4 separate regions of the Sus scrofa genome follow, and regions 2, 3 and 4 are each linked to region 1. Evidence: chromatin contacts called from public Hi-C and promoter capture Hi-C data. All regions are on one chromosome and are shown on one strand. Each heading gives the region's core, a stretch centred on a gene start, on an enhancer-like site or on the middle of the called end of the contact. The rest is flanking DNA. Distances are from core to core; before and after follow the strand shown.

Evidence for each region. Promoter capture Hi-C pulls out the DNA fragments that hold promoters and counts their contacts. Hi-C and Micro-C count contacts between places; a contact is called where the count stands out from the background.
Region 2: a contact with region 1 is called in a promoter capture Hi-C map of fetal liver, with 2.4 times the contacts expected there. The contact joins the promoter of BAZ2A here to the promoter of NEMP1 in region 1. A contact is called at or near these places in 1 of 5 promoter capture datasets (fetal liver), 2 of 47 Hi-C or Micro-C datasets (heart right ventricle and skeletal muscle) and 2 of 2 datasets of contacts at active chromatin or transcription factors (alveolar macrophages and skeletal muscle).
Region 3: a Hi-C map of skeletal muscle shows a contact between it and region 1, with 4 times the contacts expected there. The contact joins the promoter of PTGES3 here to the promoter of NEMP1 in region 1. A contact is called at or near these places in 2 of 47 Hi-C or Micro-C datasets (heart right ventricle and skeletal muscle) and 1 of 2 datasets of contacts at active chromatin or transcription factors (alveolar macrophages).
Region 4: a Hi-C map of differentiating spermatogonia shows a contact between it and region 1, with 2.6 times the contacts expected there. The contact joins the promoter of NACA here to the promoter of NEMP1 in region 1. A contact is called at or near these places in 2 of 5 promoter capture datasets (fetal liver and liver), 1 of 47 Hi-C or Micro-C datasets (differentiating spermatogonia) and 1 of 2 datasets of contacts at active chromatin or transcription factors (alveolar macrophages).

What each region holds. Positions count from the first base shown.
Region 1 is chr5:22,387,651-22,392,480 of Sscrofa11.1, forward strand. NEMP1 (nuclear envelope integral membrane protein 1) reads right to left here and starts at 2,447. Exons shown (of 9, transcript XM_003481636.4): 1 at 2,306-2,447. The coding sequence starts at 2,432.
Region 2 is chr5:21,980,851-21,985,680 of Sscrofa11.1, forward strand. BAZ2A (bromodomain adjacent to zinc finger domain protein 2A) reads right to left here and starts at 2,183. Exons shown (of 29, transcript XM_001927752.7): 1 at 1,984-2,183. The coding sequence starts at 1,987. ATP5B (ATP synthase subunit beta, mitochondrial) reads right to left here. Exons shown (of 10, transcript XM_001929410.5): 10 at 3,900-4,160. The coding sequence ends at 4,063.
Region 3 is chr5:22,020,294-22,025,123 of Sscrofa11.1, forward strand. PTGES3 (prostaglandin E synthase 3) reads right to left here and starts at 2,537. Exons shown (of 8, transcript XR_002344304.1): 1 at 516-2,537.
Region 4 is chr5:22,055,772-22,060,601 of Sscrofa11.1, forward strand. It overlaps NACA (nascent polypeptide-associated complex subunit alpha), which reads right to left and starts at 2,325. Exons shown (of 9, transcript XR_002343981.1): 1 at 2,064-2,325; 2 at 1,179-1,276.

The DNA of each region.
Region 1 (4,830 bases), core at 1,197-3,696:
CAAAAAAAAATAAAATAAAATGATACCACTTTCAATCTATCAAATTAGCAAAGATGAGAGCTCCCTTGTGGTCCAGTGGGTTAAGGATCATGTGTTGTCATTGCATGACCCAGGTCGCTGCTATGGTGTAGATTGGATCCCTGGCCTGGGAATTTCTACGTGCTGCAGGTGGGGTCGAAAAAAAAAAAATTAGCAAAGGTGTTTCAGTCTGGAATATCCAATGCTGGCATGGGTGTGGGTCACAAATTTTTTTTTTTTGTCTTTTTGCCATTTCTTGGGCCGCTTCTGCGGCGTATGGAGGTTCCCAGGATAGCGGCTGAATCGGAGCTGTAGCCGCCAGCAACGCGGGATCCGAGCCGAGTCTGCAACCTATACCACAGCTCACGGCAACGCCAGATCCTTAACCCACTGAGCAAGGCCAGGGATTGAACCCGAAGCCTCATGGTTCCTAGTCAGCTTCGTTAACCACTGAGCCACAACGGGAACTCCAGGGTCACAAATTTTTAACAAGATGTTTCAAGGATCTTAAACATGTTTTGATGGAGTTCCCATCGTGGCTCAGTGGTTAACGAATCCGACTAGGAACCATGAGGTTGTGGGTTCGATCCCTGGCCTTGCTCAGTGGGTTAAGGATCCGGCGTTGCCGTGAGCCATGGTGTAGGCTGCAGACACAGCTCGTTTCTCGCGTTGCTGTGGCTCTGGTGTAGGCCGGCAGCAACAGCTCTGATTCGACCCCAAGCCTGGGAACCTCCATATGCCATGGGTGCGGCCCTAAAAAGACATAATACCCAAAAAACCCAAAAAACAAAACATGTGGAAACAGACCAAAAGAAAGTGTGTTTTAATGGACTGCCTCTGAATGGAATCAACAGTGAGTGCTTTCTCTACCTCTTTATACTTAATTGTGCTTGCCATATAGTTTAAAATAAACTCCCGTTATTTTTATAATCAAATTTTTCAAAAACCTCCAGAGAAAGAACTCCCTGCCTTTTGAAGTATTCCATTTTTTTAGATACCTCTCAGTTTTGGAAAGTTCTATTCTATTACATGACTGTCTCTGCAGCTGCCACCTATATGATCTTCTAGGCCATAAAGAACATTTATCCCGAGTTTACCTTTCTCCTGTTTCTGTCCTCATTAAAGTAACTTTGAGCCTGTTAACTACTCAATGATTATGTAGGAGCATTTTGATACACATGTGTTCTTTCATCTCCGTAATACACAACTTCTAAGGACAAACATCTAGCCAGAGTTCATTCAGATCATATGCAGCCCTTCAAATGTTACTGTGGGCTCTGCCTCTGGAAAGTACCTTCCTGGATACTTTCTCCCCTCTCCCTAAAAAATACCGTTTCAGAAGGACGTTGCACCTTGGAACTAGTTATATGGATCCTGAGACAACCTTAAAGCTGCAGCTAAGGATAATCATAAGTGACAGCAAGAGATAGGCAGCAAAGGACGGGAGAGGTAAGAAGTCATGTGCATTTAGGAGATAAGATTATCCTTAACCCCATGAGTCTGAACTCCGTCCAGTGGATGTTTGGAAACCTCATTCATCTTTCTGTTGTGCATTTATGAAGGGTACAAGGGAGGTTTTACAAACACATTCTAGGTTTTCTGGATTCAAGTGGAAAAGGAAAACAATGTCATGACAGTCCAAAACCAATGATCCAGTAACGGCAACCAAGTAAATCATCTTGAGAAATGAATAAATTTCCGAATATATTAGATACTGAATAGCGTTTGTATCTTTTTTTGGTAACGGGAATTTAACAACTCCAGGTCGGTTCTATAGGGCCAGAATCTTAAGGGGCAGAAATGACAGATACTGACAGAGATCACGGCTTTTCAGGGAACTATATCTGCTCGGCTACCCCGACCTGAGTCCTGATAGCATACGCTCATGTGTTGCTCATCTGTTGAATGAATGGGATGCTGCTCCCTTTCCAGCTGCAGCTCTGCCTGCCCATTCGGTCTTCGAGTCACCTTCCTTTTAACCAAAAAAGTTAAGGAGGCCCGCACAGCGCGACGCAGCCCCAGGACCAATTCTCACTCAGTTCAGGCCTCCCGGTCTCTGCCAAAAGGCTCCAGGCTTCTCCCCACTCTAGGTAGCTCCCCCAGGCCGCCTCAGGGCCCCGGCTCCTCAGTGCCGGCGCCCATTCACCGAGGATGAAGATTTTTTTCCTCTGCACCACGTCCTTGCCCCCTCTGCAGAAAAACGGCCAGCGCCCCGCAGACACTCCCCACTTTTCTAAATATAACCCCTCGGCACCCGCCCCCTCGGCAGCTGCTGCCCGGGCGGTACCTGAGCCGCAGACCAAGCAGCCGGAAAGGACCAGGAGCAGCCACACTGCCCCACAGCCCCCGGACCGCCAACTCCAGGGCCCGGAACCAACTGCCGGCAAGACCGCCACTTTCATTCCTCCCGCCATGGTCGCCACACGCCGCCTCTTCCTCACGTGCCTCTCCCCGGCAACTAACCCGGAACAGGCAGGGCCAGCAGCCTATCCGCTACAAGACCCGCCCCCTACCAACCAATCGGATGGGCGGGGCTTCGAGCACTCCGTTGGTTACGGATCCTATAGTCCCGCCTCTCAGCAACTGACGCGAGAGGGCGGGAAGAAGCAGCTTTCAGCCTATTAGAAAACGGGTCCTCACCTTAGTAATGGCGACAGGAAGATCCCACCCCTTAACAACATGCTTCCGTCTCCAGTTTATTTACAACTAGAGTGATTGATGGTAAGCATAACCAATACGAAATTAGAATGGGCGAGGCCCTCTTTACCAAATGATAATTTCCATGGAATCTATCTCAGGTTCCTTGTTTTCATTCGTTCCCTTTTTACCATGATCTTTTTGTTGTGGGAAGCTTAAGTAAGAGGACTGTGTTCTCCAAAGTCCTAAATGATTTAAAATAGAAATGTTACGCACAAAAAATTGTTTTGACAGTTTTGTAAGGAATAAACATTAACGTTTAAAAATTCAGTCATAGGCTGGGAATCTGGGGTTGATAATGCAAACTATTGCATTTGGAGTGGATAAACAATGAGATCCTGCTGTATAGCACAGGGAACTACATCTAGTCACTTATGATGGAACATGATGGAGGAAAATATGAGAAAAAGAATGTGCATATATATATATATATATATATATATAGGTCACTTTGCTGTACGGTAGACATTGACAGAACACTGTAAACCAACTATAATGGAAAAAATAAAAATCATTAAAAAAATACAGTCATAGAGTGGTTGGTAGAGGTTTGTGTTTTTTTGTTTGGTTTGTTGGTTGGTTGTTTTGAAAGCAAAATGCATGCAAGGATTAAGAGAAATTTGTTTCTTCCTCACGACATCCTGTGAGATAAATAGCTTTATTTATTTTTTAATATCATGATTTTTATTTTTTTCTATTATAGCTGGTTTACAGTGTTCTGTCAGTTTTCTACTGTACAGCATGGTGACCCAGTTACACATACATGTACACATTCTTTTTTCTCACATTATCATGCACCATCATAAGTGACTAGACACAGTTCCCAGTGCAAATAGCTTTATTTATGAAGAAGCCAAGGCTAAGACAGGTAAAGGAACTTGCCCAAGATTTCATAGCTCATTGGGCTGGGCTGTGGTTCCTTAACCACTGAGCAAGGCCAGGGATCGAACCTGCAACCTCACGGTTCCTCATCCTATCCATTTCTGCTGCACCACAACAGGAACTCCTGCTGGAAGTCTTTCTGTGCATCAGGTGCTTCTCCTTAAATGACTTATACAGTGAGGGCCTAGCAGAGTACCTAGCACATAACAGGTGTTCAGTAAATGTTAGTCCAAAGTGAAGCATCTTATTTTTGAGAGGATCTGATAGTGGCAGGTAGGAATCCTAGAGATGATGAAGCCTAGTGGGTTGAGGGGAAATTCAGGGAAGGAGATTACTGCTAGGGAAGGTTCAAACTTTCAAAATAAGGGATTTTTAAAATGACAAGATGGGGCTGAGCCATGGACAAAAGAAGAAATTTCATCCTCAGAAAAGTCTAGGCCACCTCCACTGCAATGGTCAAACTATATGTCTCTAACATACATACACCACACACTCCCCTGGCTGACCTAGAGGGGTCAGTATCAGGGGTAATAAATCACATTGGTACAATGTATCCTTGATGTCATGTGATGAAAAGGGTATTTCTGTGGTTTTCCTCCCCCAAGCCCATAAAACAAATCTAAGCATGAGATAAACACAATTTTCAAACAGAGAGGTATCCTACAAAATATCTGACCGGTACTCCCCAGAACTATCAAGGTCATCAAAAACAAGGAAACTGAGAAACTATAACAGCCAAGAGAAGACTGGGGAGACATGGAAACCAAATGTAATGTGGTATCATTGTAATGTGGTATCATGGATGGGATGCTGGAACAGAAAAAGAAAAATTAGGTTAAAAACTAAGGAAATTTGAGTAAGCTATAGATTTTTAGTTAATAATACTGTATCAACACTATTTAATTAATGGTGGCAAATGCACCATACTAATGTAAGAAAATAATAGTGGAGACTGGGTGAAGGGTACATGGGAATGCTCTACTGTCTTCTCAATTTTTCTATAAATCTTAAAACTATTTTAAAAAATAATTTATATACACACAGTTCATTTTCTACCAGATCCCAAATTCTCAGCATTCATAGCTCACTCTTTGGTTTTGAATAAAGGCCAGCGAAAGAGGAGAACTAATTCCAAAGGATCACTGACCATTGACTGTTAAAACCTGTAAATGAGGTGTACTGTAATGACATTGGTTGTCCACAAAAAACATCATACCTTATCATCCAAATGAG
Region 2 (4,830 bases), core at 933-3,432, 410 kb before region 1:
CACCCTTAGAGACTTAGCCCTAGCCCCTAACCCAGTATCCCCCAAAAGCCCCTTAAGCCCAGAATCACAAGATTCTGGGTGCAACCCCACCTCCATTCTCTGACTCTGGGGCAGGAACATTCCTAGGTTGGGCAGGCCTGCCCCAAGTCCAAGAGAGCCTTTCCCACCTGAGCTATTTGACGGGGTGCTGCGGTCGGGCACCCCTAAAGTCCTAAAGATGGGGTGGGATGAGGGCTACAGAAAAGCTTCAGATGGGAGTTAGTTGAACTTGAAGGGCTCAGCGGAGCCGGGCCTGAAAGTGACTCCACTCTATAACCCCCCCACCCCCCTCCTTTAATACAGGGACGGAAAGGAGTTAGGGTGGCGGTTATTCCCCCTCCCATTGGAGGTTAGGATGGCGTGGGAAAGCGATGGTTCCAGAGGGAGGAGGAGAAACCCAGACCGCGGGAGATTTTTCTGGCGAGGAAGACGCGGGGGAGGGGGAGATCCTAGGTCCAGAGTAGGAGGGGTACCCTGGAGAGATTGGCCGAGAGGCGTGAGAAGCCTCCGGATTCCGGTCGCAGAGGACAGGAGAGAAATGGGTGAGTAGATAGTGCGGGGGAGAGAGGAAGGGCAGCTCCCGCAGGGGGAGGGTCAGATCCTGCGTCCAGGGCAGCGGGGATCCCGGGGAAGGGGACCGCAGGGGCGGCCCGCCCAGGGACTCCAGGACCGGTCGTAGGTGCCAGGCCTCACCTGGAGCAGGGCCGGGCGGCGGCGGCGGCGGCGGCGGCGCAGGTGGCCGAGCCGGGCGGCGGCGGCGCCTCCTCCCCCAGCCCTGGGCCGGCCGCGGCGGAGCGGGAGGTGGGGGGGGAGCACTTAAAGGGGCAGGAGCTACTGGGGTAAGGACGAACGCTCCGATAGGGCTGTCGCGAAGAATCCTCTGGGGGAGGGGACGCTGGTGGCGTCTCCTAGGGGCCAGAACCAGGAAGGATCCCAGATGGAGGAAGAGAACAGATCCCAGGAAGAAGAGACAGAAACTTGGGTGGTGAAGTGGGGGAGGGTGGTGGGTCCGAACTGGAGGACTTGGGAGAGCTCCGCCTGCGCTCCGGGGGCACTGGCAAAGATCTCTTCACAAAGGAGGGCATGAAAGACAGTGAGAGTCACAAGGACTCCCGAGGAGTGAAGGTGCCAAAGAGGGAACTCGAGGCCGAGCCTGCTGGGGGTAACAGCGGCCCTACCAGGTGCACAGGTTCCCTGTTTCAGCTCCTCACCGACCCAATCTCTTCAGCGGTGGAAAGACACAGCCTCTTTCCTCAAGCTCGGCCCAAGTTTAAAAGTCTCTGGAATCAGGAAGCCACGAGAGCAAAGACCTCCTAGGCCTCCTAGGCCTTTCAATGTCAGTCCTCCCTCTCTGAGTCTTCTCAGTGACTGGAGCAAGGGGGACCGCCAACAGCAGCCCTAGTGAGGCTGATGTAGAACTGTGAGAATTGTGCTTTCTGAATTCTAGTTCAGCTTTCCCCCAACCACCACCACCCTTGCAGCAACCTCTGGGGCAACAGGAAGCAGCTGCTCAGTGCAGCCCCCACCTGGTGGTGGGTCAGGGTGGGGGAGGAAAGAAGACAGGGACTTAAAAAGCCCAGGAGAAAATGGGGGAAGATACACCTTTAAAAAATCTTCCAATGAGACCAAAAGTAGGCTTTACTTTTTTTAGGGGGGAGCAGCAGTGAGTGTAAAATAGTGGGAGGCTCAAGGAGCTGGGGAAATGGGGGTGAGGTGGGAAAGCCCCCACCTAAGGTGCAGTCTCAGGTTCTTCCCTGGAGCTGGAGCTTTCCAACGTTCGTGGTCGGCAGCCTCATCAGCTGAGCCCTGTGCCCCTATAGTCTGGCGTCTCCTCCTTCACCCCTCAAAAGAGCAAAGGTTAGGCCCCACCCCTGCTGAGTCAGCCAGGGAGGGAGGTAGGCATCCCTCAGGCCTTCCCCGAGGGGGGCCGGTCTTCATACTTACCCATGTCAGGCTGGCTGGGCTTCAGGGCTGGGACCACCTAGCTCCTCACCGTCCTTGATTCCCCCTTCACGTGAAGGCTGGTGTTAGATCCTCCCAAACTGTGAGCTGGGAACCAGCACGAATCAAAAAGCCAATGTATGCTTCCTGCGAACCACAGCCTGAACTGCTGTAGGGTGATGTCCCTGTGTGACAGACTGGGGTGGGGAGGGAGGAGGGAAGGGCGGGGCTTTCTCTGGGTGGAGAGGGAGGAGGCGGTGAGGACGGGGCAGAACCAGGAGAAATATGGAGGAAGGTTAGATCTGTGTTGACACTCCAGTGGCATGCTACAAGAAGAGACCGATGAAGGAGGAAGGAAATAAACAGTTGCAGGTAGTGAGAGGAAGAAGTTTCTGGATGAATGCTGAGAGATGTAAATGTGGGGGTGGAGGGATAGAAATGACCTTTAGGGTCGTAGTTCCCAGGTCTGCATCTGGATAACAAGGGAAAGTGGAGCAAAAAGGGCCGGCCCTGGGGGCTCCTGCACCAGCTTCTTACCCCACTTCAGTCTTGACCCAGAGGATGTGTGCCCCCACCCCATAACTCAGCATTTCCCCAAATTCAGGATTTTCTGGGAGCAAACTACCAGGCACAGGCAGCTCAGGGGCTCCACCTTCCGTCCAGATCACGACACAGAAGAGACTGGTGCCAAGGACGTCATAGGCAGATGGGAGGAAACTTATAGAGGCCCCTACTCCACCCCTGGCTCCTCTCCCAAGGCCCCTCCCCAACCTTCAGCCCCCGGGGGCCTCTGAATTGGGATGTTTGTCCTACCCGGCTCCTAATCAACTTGAATGCCTCAGGGTGGAGCTTATAGATTCAGGCTCCTCCTCAGGACAAAAGCCCCAGCCGGTTTGTAAACAGTCATTAGCTAAGAACCACATCCCTGCAAATGGCCTTCAAGGATTTCAAAATGGTGAGATGAGAGTTTGTGCAGAGCCTCTAGCCCTACCACCAGAGGGCAGGATATGGGTCTGGGCCCAGAAAATATTTCAGGAGCACCAAATCCGACCTAGTACTTGTTTGAAACTGGGTGTGCCTTTGAGTAATTCTTATAATCCTGCACCTTTCGGTTGGCTAAAGTGAAGGGGCAATTGTCTAATTCCACTATTTAGCTGAGAAACCCCAAGCCCAGCAACCCTGCAAATTACTATTCCTCTGTAACAGATTTCAATTTTTAGGGATCTTAGAATAGGGCTAATGGCACTTTAAACCCTGCACTGCCTCAAGGAACCACATACAAGTCTTGCCCAAAATACATGATGAAAAAAAACAAAACCGTGGCAATGGTGGGGCGGTGGTGGGTTGACTCAAATTTTGCACAGATCAGTATTAATCCTTCAAAACACTGATTAACCCCTTACTTCTCTTAGAGTAGCACTTATTTTTAAACCACCCAACCCACTTTTCCCAGTGTGCTTTTCTGAAAAAAACCTTTTTATTTAGCATAGAGTTTTGGGCCAGGGATCAGATCTGAGCTAGTCTCAGCTGTAGCAACACAGGATTCTTTAACCCACTGTGCTGGGCTAGGATCAAACCTGCATCCCAAGGTTCCAGAGATGCCACCACAGCAGGATGTCCCCTTTTGCTTTTTTAATCAAATAAGGTGCTAAATAGAATACTGAAGAGCCAAAAAATTGATTTGCCATGAACAACATAAAAGGCCAAAGTTGAGACCCTACTAGTAAGATCACATCATCCACAGGAAACTCCTCACAAGACTCATGCTAGTTTATTAATCCGAACTAGCAGCTTTTCTTTTTTTGATGACCCCATTTCAAACGTATATGGCCCATTTCATGCTGTTTCTTGTGACTATTCTAAAATTGCTAAAAACCTCAGTGTTGGCTTTGTTTTTAGGACCAAGAACAACAGACAGATGATGAGGGATGTACATTTTATTGGAAACCTTAAATACTCTTCAGACAGAATACAATGTCTTCAATCAAGGCTCTCATGGCCTACAGGGAAAACTGCATTTTGGATGAGGGGCAAGAGAGGGCCACAAAGAGGATGAGTACTTAGTTTGCCAAAAGGACTCCCTCATGAGTGCTCTTCAGCCAGTTTATCAGCTTTTGCCACAGCTTCTTCAATGGGTCCCACCATATAGAAAGCCTGTTCTGGGAGATGGTCATATTCACCTATATGGAAAAAAATGCCAACTGGTGAGAAGTGGAAGAATATCAATTTTCTGCAGTGGGTACCTCACCACTTGACGCCATTATTCAGAATATGAAATCATATCATCTTAAAAATCTTTTACTTTGCTTTTTATGGCTACATGTGCAGCACATGAAGTTCCCAGGCTAGGGGTTTAATCAGAGCTGCAACTGCCAGCGTACACCACAACCACAGCAATGGATTATCTGAGCAGAGTCTTCGACATACACCACAGCTCATGCCAACACCGGATCCCTTAACCCACTGAGTGAGGCCAGGGATAGAACCCCCATCCTCATGGATACAGGTTCATAACCATGAGCCACAAAGGGAACTCCCAATTAGAAATCTTTTCTGGGAGTTCCCGTTGTGGCATGGTGGAAACAATTCCAACTAGGAACCACGAGGCTGTGGGTTCGATCCCTGACCTCGCTCAGCGGGTTAAGGATTCAGTACTGCCGTGAGCTGTGATGTAGGTCACAGATGCAGCTCTGATTTGGCATTGCTATGACTCTAGTGTAGGCTGGCAGCGATAACTTTGATTAGACCCCTAGCCTAGGAACCTCTATGTGCTGTGGGTGTAGCCCTAAAAAAAAAAAAAAAAAAAAAAAAAAAAAAAAAAAAAAAAAAAAAGAAAAGAAAAGAAAAAAG
Region 3 (4,830 bases), core at 1,287-3,786, 370 kb before region 1:
TGATCTCCATAGGTAACTTTCAGGAGTACGTGGTACCAAAAAACTGTAAAATAGGCAGTTCTCACATCTGAAAAGGTAAGGCTTTTCCTGAAAAGAATGTAAAGCTGGGAATGGCAATGCAAGAGACCGCACTCGGTTAAAATGTTTTCCTTTATCATAAAACTAAGACTTTTAAAAGATCTGAAATTACCCCCACGTAAACAAACTTAAGGCAACAAAAAGGCAATTACCTACCTGTTTCATCCTTAAATTAAAATAGGATAACGAAACCTCACCTAAAGTTTCACAGAAAATATCCCTAAGTATCTTTCAACTCTAACAAGTGCAGAACTCCCTGCTCAATTGTAAAGCCTCGCTACCAGGGAAACGGCTGAGTTTTGGCAACCTCCACTCCCTTCGCGAGACTGAGTTAAGAAGAAGCCTGGAAACACCCATACTCTGGCAATCACGACACCGAGAGGGAAGTAAGTTGCGGCGACAGCATGGCCTCCCTCCCTCCAGTTGCCTAGCAGTACCTGTCGCTCGCAGTGGAGGGCCGCGTGGTGCCTTACGAAGAGCACCAGCAGCTGTGGGGTAGGACCCACCGCAGGTGCACTTGTCCCCGGGCCTGGTCCCAGCATCACACAGCGGCAGAAGCAGACCTAGGTCGCTAGGAGCGGAGTGGCAGCCCACGAGGGTCCACGCCTCCGAGGCGCCCGCGTGGCCAAAAGCTCACAGGAGATTAAGGCCTAAGGCTAAGTTACGAAGAGTTGGGAGCAGCCCTCACTGCCGAAGGGGGAAAGTGGGGTTTCCGGCACGGGGAAGCAAAGGGAAGGTTTAGAGATGGGGGAAGCGGACATCTGGAGGAAAAATGTCCTCCACCCGCCAACGGTAACCGGAACAAGGATACTGGACCTCCCACCCCCAAGCAAGAACGAATGCTACCGAGGGGGAAAAAGCCGAGGGAGCCGAAAGCGGGGGAGGGGAAGGGATGGCTTCCCGGCACCCCCCCGCGCGGCCTCGGCCTCCCTCCAGGGCGACCTTCCCTGGGTGGCGTGTCGCACTCACATCGTGAACGGGGCAAGGGGACGGGCGAACGGGTGGGCGGGCCTCTCCGGCGGCAGCTGGTAGGCAGTCGACTCCTCTCCGGTGGCGACTCTGGCGTCCTCTCCCCGATTGCGGCCTCTTTTCGCTTTTCCCTCAAGCGACGGCGGCGGCGCGGCGGGCTAGACCTGGGTTCCCAGAATGCACCGCGCGGGCAGAGCGACTCCTCCGGTCGGGGAGAAAAGGAAAGTGTAGGAAAAGGGGCGCGAGAACGGAGAATGAACGTGCGTGCGTGCGAGCGAGGGGTGGTGAGGCCGGGCGGCGGCTGGTGACGCAGCAAAATGCCCGGGCCCAGCCGCCGCGCGTGCGCACTCTTTGTTTTCGGGCTCCTGCGCGGCTTTCTAGAGATATCTACGGAAAGGGCGGGGCTTCCCAGCTCCTTCGCGATCCTTCCCGGGGCTGGCCCCGCCCCACGTCGGCTGCCTCCGGCTCGACTGGTTCCCGCCGCTTTGCCCGCTCCCCCCTCCTCGCGGTGGAAACCGTTGGTCGCCTAACCGCCCTGCCACGCGCCTTGGGCGATCTCCCCGAGAAACTGTCGCGTTAACCGAGGGAGGAAGGCCGAGGCGGATGGACGCAGAGTCTGGAGGCTTGAAAAGTGAAATAGGGGATCGGTTACTTGAGGGAGTACATCGGCTCACTGAGAAAACAGTCTACGGCAAAAAGATGGGCAAAGCCTCCGCTGGTGATATTTGAGGGAAAGGGCTAACCTGAGTCACAGGCCTGGGTCCTCCTCGCCGTCTTTCTGAGGGGTGGAGAACCTGTCCAGGGGCCGCGGAAATTCGAGGTCTTTGGCTGACCGGCATTCGCACCTGCTTTGATGCGAGAGGAAAGTTATTAAATGAGTCTAAGTTTGCGGGAATGGAGAGACCAGGACACTTGGAGTCTCCAGGCTGATCCTGTAGGGGAGGGGGGAAACCTCATCTTTTTTCAGCTGTTACCTGGTTAGGTGCTAATGGGTGTTACTAACCAAGAGAATCAAAATGGTAACTTGTCCACTCTAGAAATCGCTTAGCCGGGAAGTAAGGGAGAAATACATCAATACGCTGCTTGTTAGGACACAGAGGAGGTTTAAGGAAAGTGCCGTAAGACATTTTGGAGAGTGTTTGGAAGCTTCATATGCAGCATTAATTAGTGTCTATGCTATGCAAGGCAGGTGTTGGGAACTACAGACATTGGACCCTAGGCTCCAATCCTGTTAAAGAAAGTTAAACCCCAGCTCTCAAATACTGTGATTCTGGAGTTCCATTGTGGCTCAGCAATAACAAACTGGATTATCCATGAGGATGCGGGTTCGATCCTTAGCCTCAGTGGGTTAAGGGTGGGGAGCTGCCATCAGCTGTGGTGTAGGTTGCAGATTGCGGCTCAGATCTGGCCTTGCTGTGGCTGTGGGTAGGCCAGCAACTACAGCTCTGATTTGACCCCTAGCCTGGCAGCTTCCATATACTGCCCACGTAGCCCTTTAAAAAAAAAAAAAAAAAAAATACTGTCATTCTAAGGAGCCTACTGCTTATTTCGGAAAACAAAATACATCAAGATGTTTGAGTCTGGAGTTCCTTTCCTGGCTCAGCAGAAACGAACTGGATTAGGATCCATGTGGATGCGAGTTTGATCCTTGACCTTGCTCAGTGGGTTAAGGATCCAGCTTTGCGGTCAGCTGGGGTGTAGGTTGCAGACAAGGCTCAGACCCCAAGTTGCAGTGGTGTGGTGAAGGCCAGCAGCTACAACTCCAATTCCACTGGTAGCCTCTTTTTAGGGCTGCTCCCGCGGCATATGGAGGTTCCCAGACTAGAGGTTGAAATCTGAGCTGCAGCTGCCCGGCCTACAGCACAGCCATAGTAACGCCAGATCCTTAACCCACTGAGTGAGGCCAGGGATAGAACCTGCTTCCTCATGGATACTAGACAGGTTCGTTTCTGCTGAGCCACTATGGGAACTCTGATTTTCTTTTTCAACCCTTTAAAAATGTAAAAATCATTCTTGAAGGCCATGCAAAGATTAGTGGTTGCAGAAAGTTTACCAATCTCTGACCTAGGTAATCCAGAGTGTAGAGGGAAGGTAGGTCATAAATAATGGTGGCACTAATTATCAGGCTAATTGTTTTTGACTTATTTCTATGACAGTGGGAAGCTATTGAAGTTTTTTTGAATGGGAGTAACATTTGTGTTCTAAAAAGATTAATTTGGCAACAACATAAGATGAACTGAAAATGGAACTGAATTGAAGATAGGCATTTAAAAGTCTGCAACCTGAAAAAACTGGCAATTTCCCCTATCAAGTGCTGTGAGAAAAACTGCCTTTCACACAAGAAATTTCTGAAAATTCAAATCCATTGCATCATAATTTATAGTTTATTTACTACTCCCATTGGATATATTTCAAAGGATTTCATGTTAGTGTAGCTCTGGAAGTGGCTCCTCAGAAGTTTCACAGATAACTTGTAATCTGGTTTTATCCATGCCTTTAATCTCATCCATTAGCTGATGGGAGCTAACTGTATCAGATCTCTTTTTCAAATTCATCAAAAAGTTCTGTATCCAGTAGGGAGCAAAATCTAGATTCAAACATGTATGGTTAGGGTTTTGGGGAGAGAAGTCTGCCACCTGAATTGGCAGAAAGAAAGTACTTGGTATTAGATTCATTTCACAACTTTAATTTTTTTTGGGGGGGGCTGCACTCCGGCATATGGAAGTTCCCAGGCCAGGGATCAAATCTGAGCCGCAGCTGGAACCTACACCAGAGTTGTGGCAATGACAGATCCTTAATGACAGATCCACAGTGGGAACGCCAGACAAATTTAATCTTAACAGTTTCCTGAGAGAGAAATTCCTAGGCCTATTTCAAAAACTAATAAAAAGGAACAAAGAAACAATTTGTCAGGTTTTTTTTTCCCCCCTTTTTTGGCCTCTCTGAGGTATATGGAGTTCCCTGGCCAGGGATCAGATCTGAACTTCTGTTGCTATCTAGGCTACAGCTGCAGCAACGCCAGATCCTTAACCCATTGTGCTGAGCCAGGGATTGAACCTGTGTCTCAGTGCTCCCAGGAGGCTGCTGATCCCATTGCAATACAACAGGAACTCCAACGATTTGTCAGTTTTGTTTTTTGGGTTTTTTTTTTTCTTTTTAGGGCCGCACCCATGGCATACAGAAGTTCCCAGGCTAGGGATCGAATTGGAGCCACAGCTCCTGGCCTATGCCACAGCCACAGTAAAGCCAGATCCAAGATAATGTCTGCAACCTACACCACAGCTCATGGCAATGCCAGATCCTTAACCCACTGAATGAGGCCAGGGATAGAACCTGAAACCTCATGGTTCCTAGTCGGGTTGTTTCTGCTTCGCCACAACGGGAACTCCAATTTGTCAGTTTTAATTGTAGCATACACCGTCTCCCTGAGGACTGAATTTAAAAGTGTCTGTGGTCACTAATAGCAAAAAGAAAAAAAAAATTTTATTTATTTTTTTTTGTCTTTTCTGGGGCTGCACCCGAGGTGTATGGAGGTTCCCAGGCTAGGGCTCGAATTGGAGCTACAGCTGCCGGACTACACCACAGCTCACAGCAATGCCAGATACTTAACCCACTGAGCGAGGCCAGGGATCAAACCCGAAACCTCATGGTTCCTGGTCAGATTCGTTAACCACTGAGCCATGACGGGAACTCCAGCAAAAAGAAAATTTTATAGATGAACATGAGCAATTTGAAAAAAAATTTTTAGGGAGTTCCCGTTATGGCTCAGTGGAAACGAATCTG
Region 4 (4,830 bases), core at 1,075-3,574, 330 kb before region 1:
GAGCCACAAGACAGGAACTCCAAAACCAGATTATTCTAAGTTCATCTGAACTTCCCTCTCCACATTTGTAAAATCACCTTCTTCAATGAGGTTCTTGAAAGTTTTGTTTGGCGCTGAAATCATAGGACTTTTAGAGACCAGTCCTTTATTTTTACCTTCCTTAAGTCCCTTGTAGTTCAAGACTTCATATGGCTCATTTCCTAGCTCGGAGGGCCCCTCCTATTTCTTTTCTAGCAGCTGTATTAATCCCTTCAGCTGCTAAAATCAGACAGGTGGGGAAAGAGAACCTTAATGCTTTCAACTATAAACAACTCTAATTCCAAAAGGCGACAGAAATTGCCCTTAAGTGACAGGTGGAATTTTGGGAAAAAAAAAAAAAAAAAAGAAAGAAATTACCATGGGGGGGGGCAGGTGGTGAGGATGAAGTCACAGCCTGAATATTCCTTTCAGTTAATTTTGCATAACTGTCTCAGCAAGAAGACTATTATAAAACAATTTTTTTCCACTACCCCTCTTAAAGTTTATAGAGAGGTATTTTAATCAGAACTAAAAACTTGCCTTTACACTATGTTCTATATCCATTAATTCCAAAGCTGAAGAGCGGTCAAAAGGCTCTATCCCAATCCTGGGTTCCAGACAAGCTGTTCCAGCACACTAGAAACATCTCAGCACCAATCCATAAAACAAGATAACCAATCTTGGAGGGCCCTGGATCCCAGTAGGACACATTTACCACCAGCACACATCTCATCCAAACATGTGATGATGGCACAATGCCAAGCACTGCCATCTAAAACCTTGATGCAACTTGGTGGCTGGAACTTCACAAAAGCTCAAGTCTCCTTGGCCTGCCAGTGGGTCACCTAGTTTCAATAAGTAAGGATCACTGAGCCTCTTCCCTGCTCCGTTTTCCTATGTGGGGGGAGGGTTCCATAGCACAACTCCCTTTGAGGTAGGTGCCATAATATACAAAGCAGGCCAGGGAGCTTTTAATACTCTTGAATCTCAAATATACTTTATTCCACTCCCTAAGGAAGTCCCTTCAAGACATTCACTATCAGGTGCTCCCCGTCTTTAATAGAGTTAACACTAAAAGACTGAAGTGTATTGTCTTCGTCATGTTACCACCAAATGGTTTTAGGGTCAATCTTAATTAACAAGGATCTAGGGGAACCTACCTGTCTCAGCCTGGGGCTGTGGCAACTCCTGCTCTGTAGCAGGAACGGTTTCTGTGGCTTCACCGGGCATTTCTGAAGGAAGGGAATAAAAAGGAGGCCTGAATTGACTCGGATCCGTTCTGCTGCCCAACCCAGTCAAATACTCTTTAAAATTTTGCATAAGACGGGTGTTCGGGAGAACCCTCCCCACACTGGTGAGAAATACGACGTAATCCTCTGATGAAGAGAATCACCTTCTATTATCGCTTTTTCACTCCCACAAAGCGGATTTCTCAGTACCCAGGAATTTGTTTCATTCAACACTCCAAATCCTACAGAGCAGCAATCATCGCTGCATTCTCAATCCGAGGGAGAGAATCCCCGTCAGGCTCCCTAGCATGGGAGACGGAAGACGCTATACTGAACCACCTCTCCCTCCTCACCCCCTCTCCTGGGTCACGACCTCCAGGACTCCCGTCTGCCCGACTTTCGGGAACCAGGAGAGGAAAGGTGACCTCAGTCCCAATATTCACTTGTCACACTAAAGAAGGGTGTGTGTGTGTTGGGGGGGAATGTTCCAACGCTATGACCCCTCAACCTCCTCTGGGTCCTCGTGAAGCCGTTTCCAACAGCAGACGCACCCCACTTCCATCCCCACAGCCGCAATGGCTCCCATTTACCCAGCCCTGGACTCCCGGCTCACGGCCTTTCTGCCCTACTGCCAGGATATAAACAGCAGACCCCATTTTGTCCGGGGGCCCCAAGGCCACACTGCCCAGGGCAGAGTAGGAACCCGGTGGCCCCATAAAACCTCCAGTTCGCCTTAGCTGATAGTCCTCGGGACGGCTCAGCCAGCAAGAAAGGCGGATGGCTGCGGATAAAAGTAGTGGCGAAGACAGCACTTACTGTGCGGGGAACGCGGAACCAAGATGGCGGCAGAAAGAGAGCGAGCGAGAGCGTGACCCACGCCTGTTGCAGAAGGAAGCCTGGCGGAGGGGGCGGGGCCAGGATCCGATTCCGGGTCAGGAGCTGCCTGTAGTCACTTCCTACCAGTGAGCCGTCCGGCTGTTCCCCGGGAAGGGTGGTGACAAGGTCTAAATAAGGGTAAGAATTCAGAACGCGACGCGCTGGCCTGGCAGGAACTCTGCTCCGAGCCGTGTAGTCCTTAGATAGCCGACACCTTCCTGTCCCCCAGGTCGAGGGATTTTTGATACGCGAAGGGCAACTGTGTGAGAAACAACCTTTGCTTTCCTGTTGGCAATGTAGCCCACTGCGGTGTTACTACTGACTTCCTTTTCTCAGGAAGGAATGTAGGAAAACGTGAGGTATTAAATAATATTCCAATGCCACAGAGATTGTTCACACCACTGGAAGGTAGCTGAGACTTAGGTTAACCCTCGATTGTCTTATTTTTGGAGTATATAATTTAGACTGAAATTATCAAGGCATAAATTCCCCTCACAAAAAACGAGCATAGGCACACATACAATTCTTTTTGCCTCTATTTTGGACACTTTATCTTGAAACACATCTGTTCTAGAGGCTCAGGACCCCACACTTTACAAAGTAAGTTTTTTTTTTTTTGTTTGTTTTTTTTTTTGGTCTTTTTAGAGCCACACCCACAGCATATGGAGGTTCCCAGGCTAGGGGTCTAATCAGAGCTGTAACTGCTGGCCTACACCGCGGCCACAACACCAGATCAGAGCCGCATCTGCGACCTACACCACAGCTCATGGCAACGCCGGATCCTAACCCACTGAGGGAGGCCAGGGATTGAACCCGCAACCTCATGGTTCCAAGTTGGATTCGTTTTCGCTGCGCCACTAAGGGAACTCCCAAAAGTAGGAGTTTGTTTTTGTTTTTGTCTTTTTGCCATTTCTTGGGCCGCTCCTGCGGCATATGGAGGTTCCCAGGCTAGGGGTCGAATCGGAGCTGTAGCTGCCAGCCTACACCAGAGCCACAACAACGCAGGATCCGAGCCGCGTCTGCGACCTACACCACAGCTCACGGCGACGCTGGATCTTTAACCCACTGAGCGAGGCCAGGGATCGAACCCTCAACCTCATGGTTCCTAGTCAGATTTGTTAACCACTGCACCACGACGGGAACTCCAAAAGTAGGAGTTTTGAAAGGTAGATTGTAACAAGTGTTTTGTAAATGAAAAGGCTAGGGTATTGATTCCAATATCCTTTCTCCAAAAGGACGCAACAATTACTAAATCAGCCAACGCTACTTGAGCTACTGGCTTTAAGACAATTTTGGCTGCCTTTTAAGATAAGCAGAGCACTTAAATGTACTGAAAACTACTTTAAATTTTCTGGTATTTTGCCATAATAAACTGAGGCTTAGGGTTAATGAATTAGGATTAAATGAAAAAGAGGAGTTTATCAGGAATGAAAAATTCTGACATTTTCTTCAAATAGGAGAAGCGATGTTGTGGATATGAATATGAATTTTATTTTTATTACAGCATAGTTGATTTGCAGTGTTGTGTCAATTTCTGCTGTATAGCATAGTGACCCAGTCATACATATATACACATTCTTACTATACTGTCTTCTCATACTATCTTCCATCATGTTCTAACCCAAGAAGTTGGACATAGTTCCCTAGGCTGTACAGTAGTACCCCATTGCTTATCCATTCTGAACGTAATGAACACGGATTTTGAAGCCAGACTCCTTTGAATCTTGGCTTGATTACCTAATGGTGACCTTGGGCAATTAACATATTTATCTCAGTTTCCTTATCTATAAAATGGGGATAATAGTAGCTACTTGATAGGATTTTTAGGAAGATTAATTACATTACTTAAAAAATGTTTATTGTTACTATTAAAATTGTTGATAGAAATTCTACCAAAGTAAATAGTGACCCAGGAGATTTGTCAATGCAGTCAGTCAGTCAGTCCATGTACCTTCAGAAGAAAGGGCCAGGTCCTTTAGACAAATAAAGCTACATTTTGACCATTTCTCTTTGCCAGCAAGTCCGCTGACTTTTCTAACTCTGCCAATGATTAGCTAAGGAAGAATGTATTTTCTTTCTTTGGGTTTCTTTGTAAACTAGGCAAGTTTGGACATGGAAATCAGTTCTGTGCCCTTTATCTACAATTCTTATATGGAGATGGCAAATCAGAGCTAGGGATGTCTTTAAGCATGCTTCTGCTATCTTTAAGAACTAAATTCTTTTCTTTTTTTGTCTTTTTAGGGCTCACCCATGGCATATGGAGGTTCCCAAGCTAGGGAACTCCAAGAACCGAATTCTTTTATACAAGCACAATATAGTCTATAATTTATTTTATGGGCTAGGATACCAGTTTTTATCAAGGGCTCATTAAAATGTTAAAATTTTTAATTTTTCTGTAGTTCCCATCGTGGCTCAGAGGTTAACGAACCCAACTAGCATCCATGAGGACACGGGTTCGATCCCTGGCCTTGCTCAGTGGGTTAAGGATCCAGCATTGCCATGAACCGTGGTGTATGTCGCAGACGCGGCTTGGACCTGGTGTGGCATAGGCCAGTGGCTACAGTTCCAATTAGACCCCTAGCCTGGGAACCTCCATATGCTACAGGTGCAGCCCTAAAAAGACCAAAACAAACAAAAATTTAATTTTGGTCATGCCCGAGGCATGTGGAAGTTCCCAGGTCAGGGAATTGAACCTGTGCCACAGCAG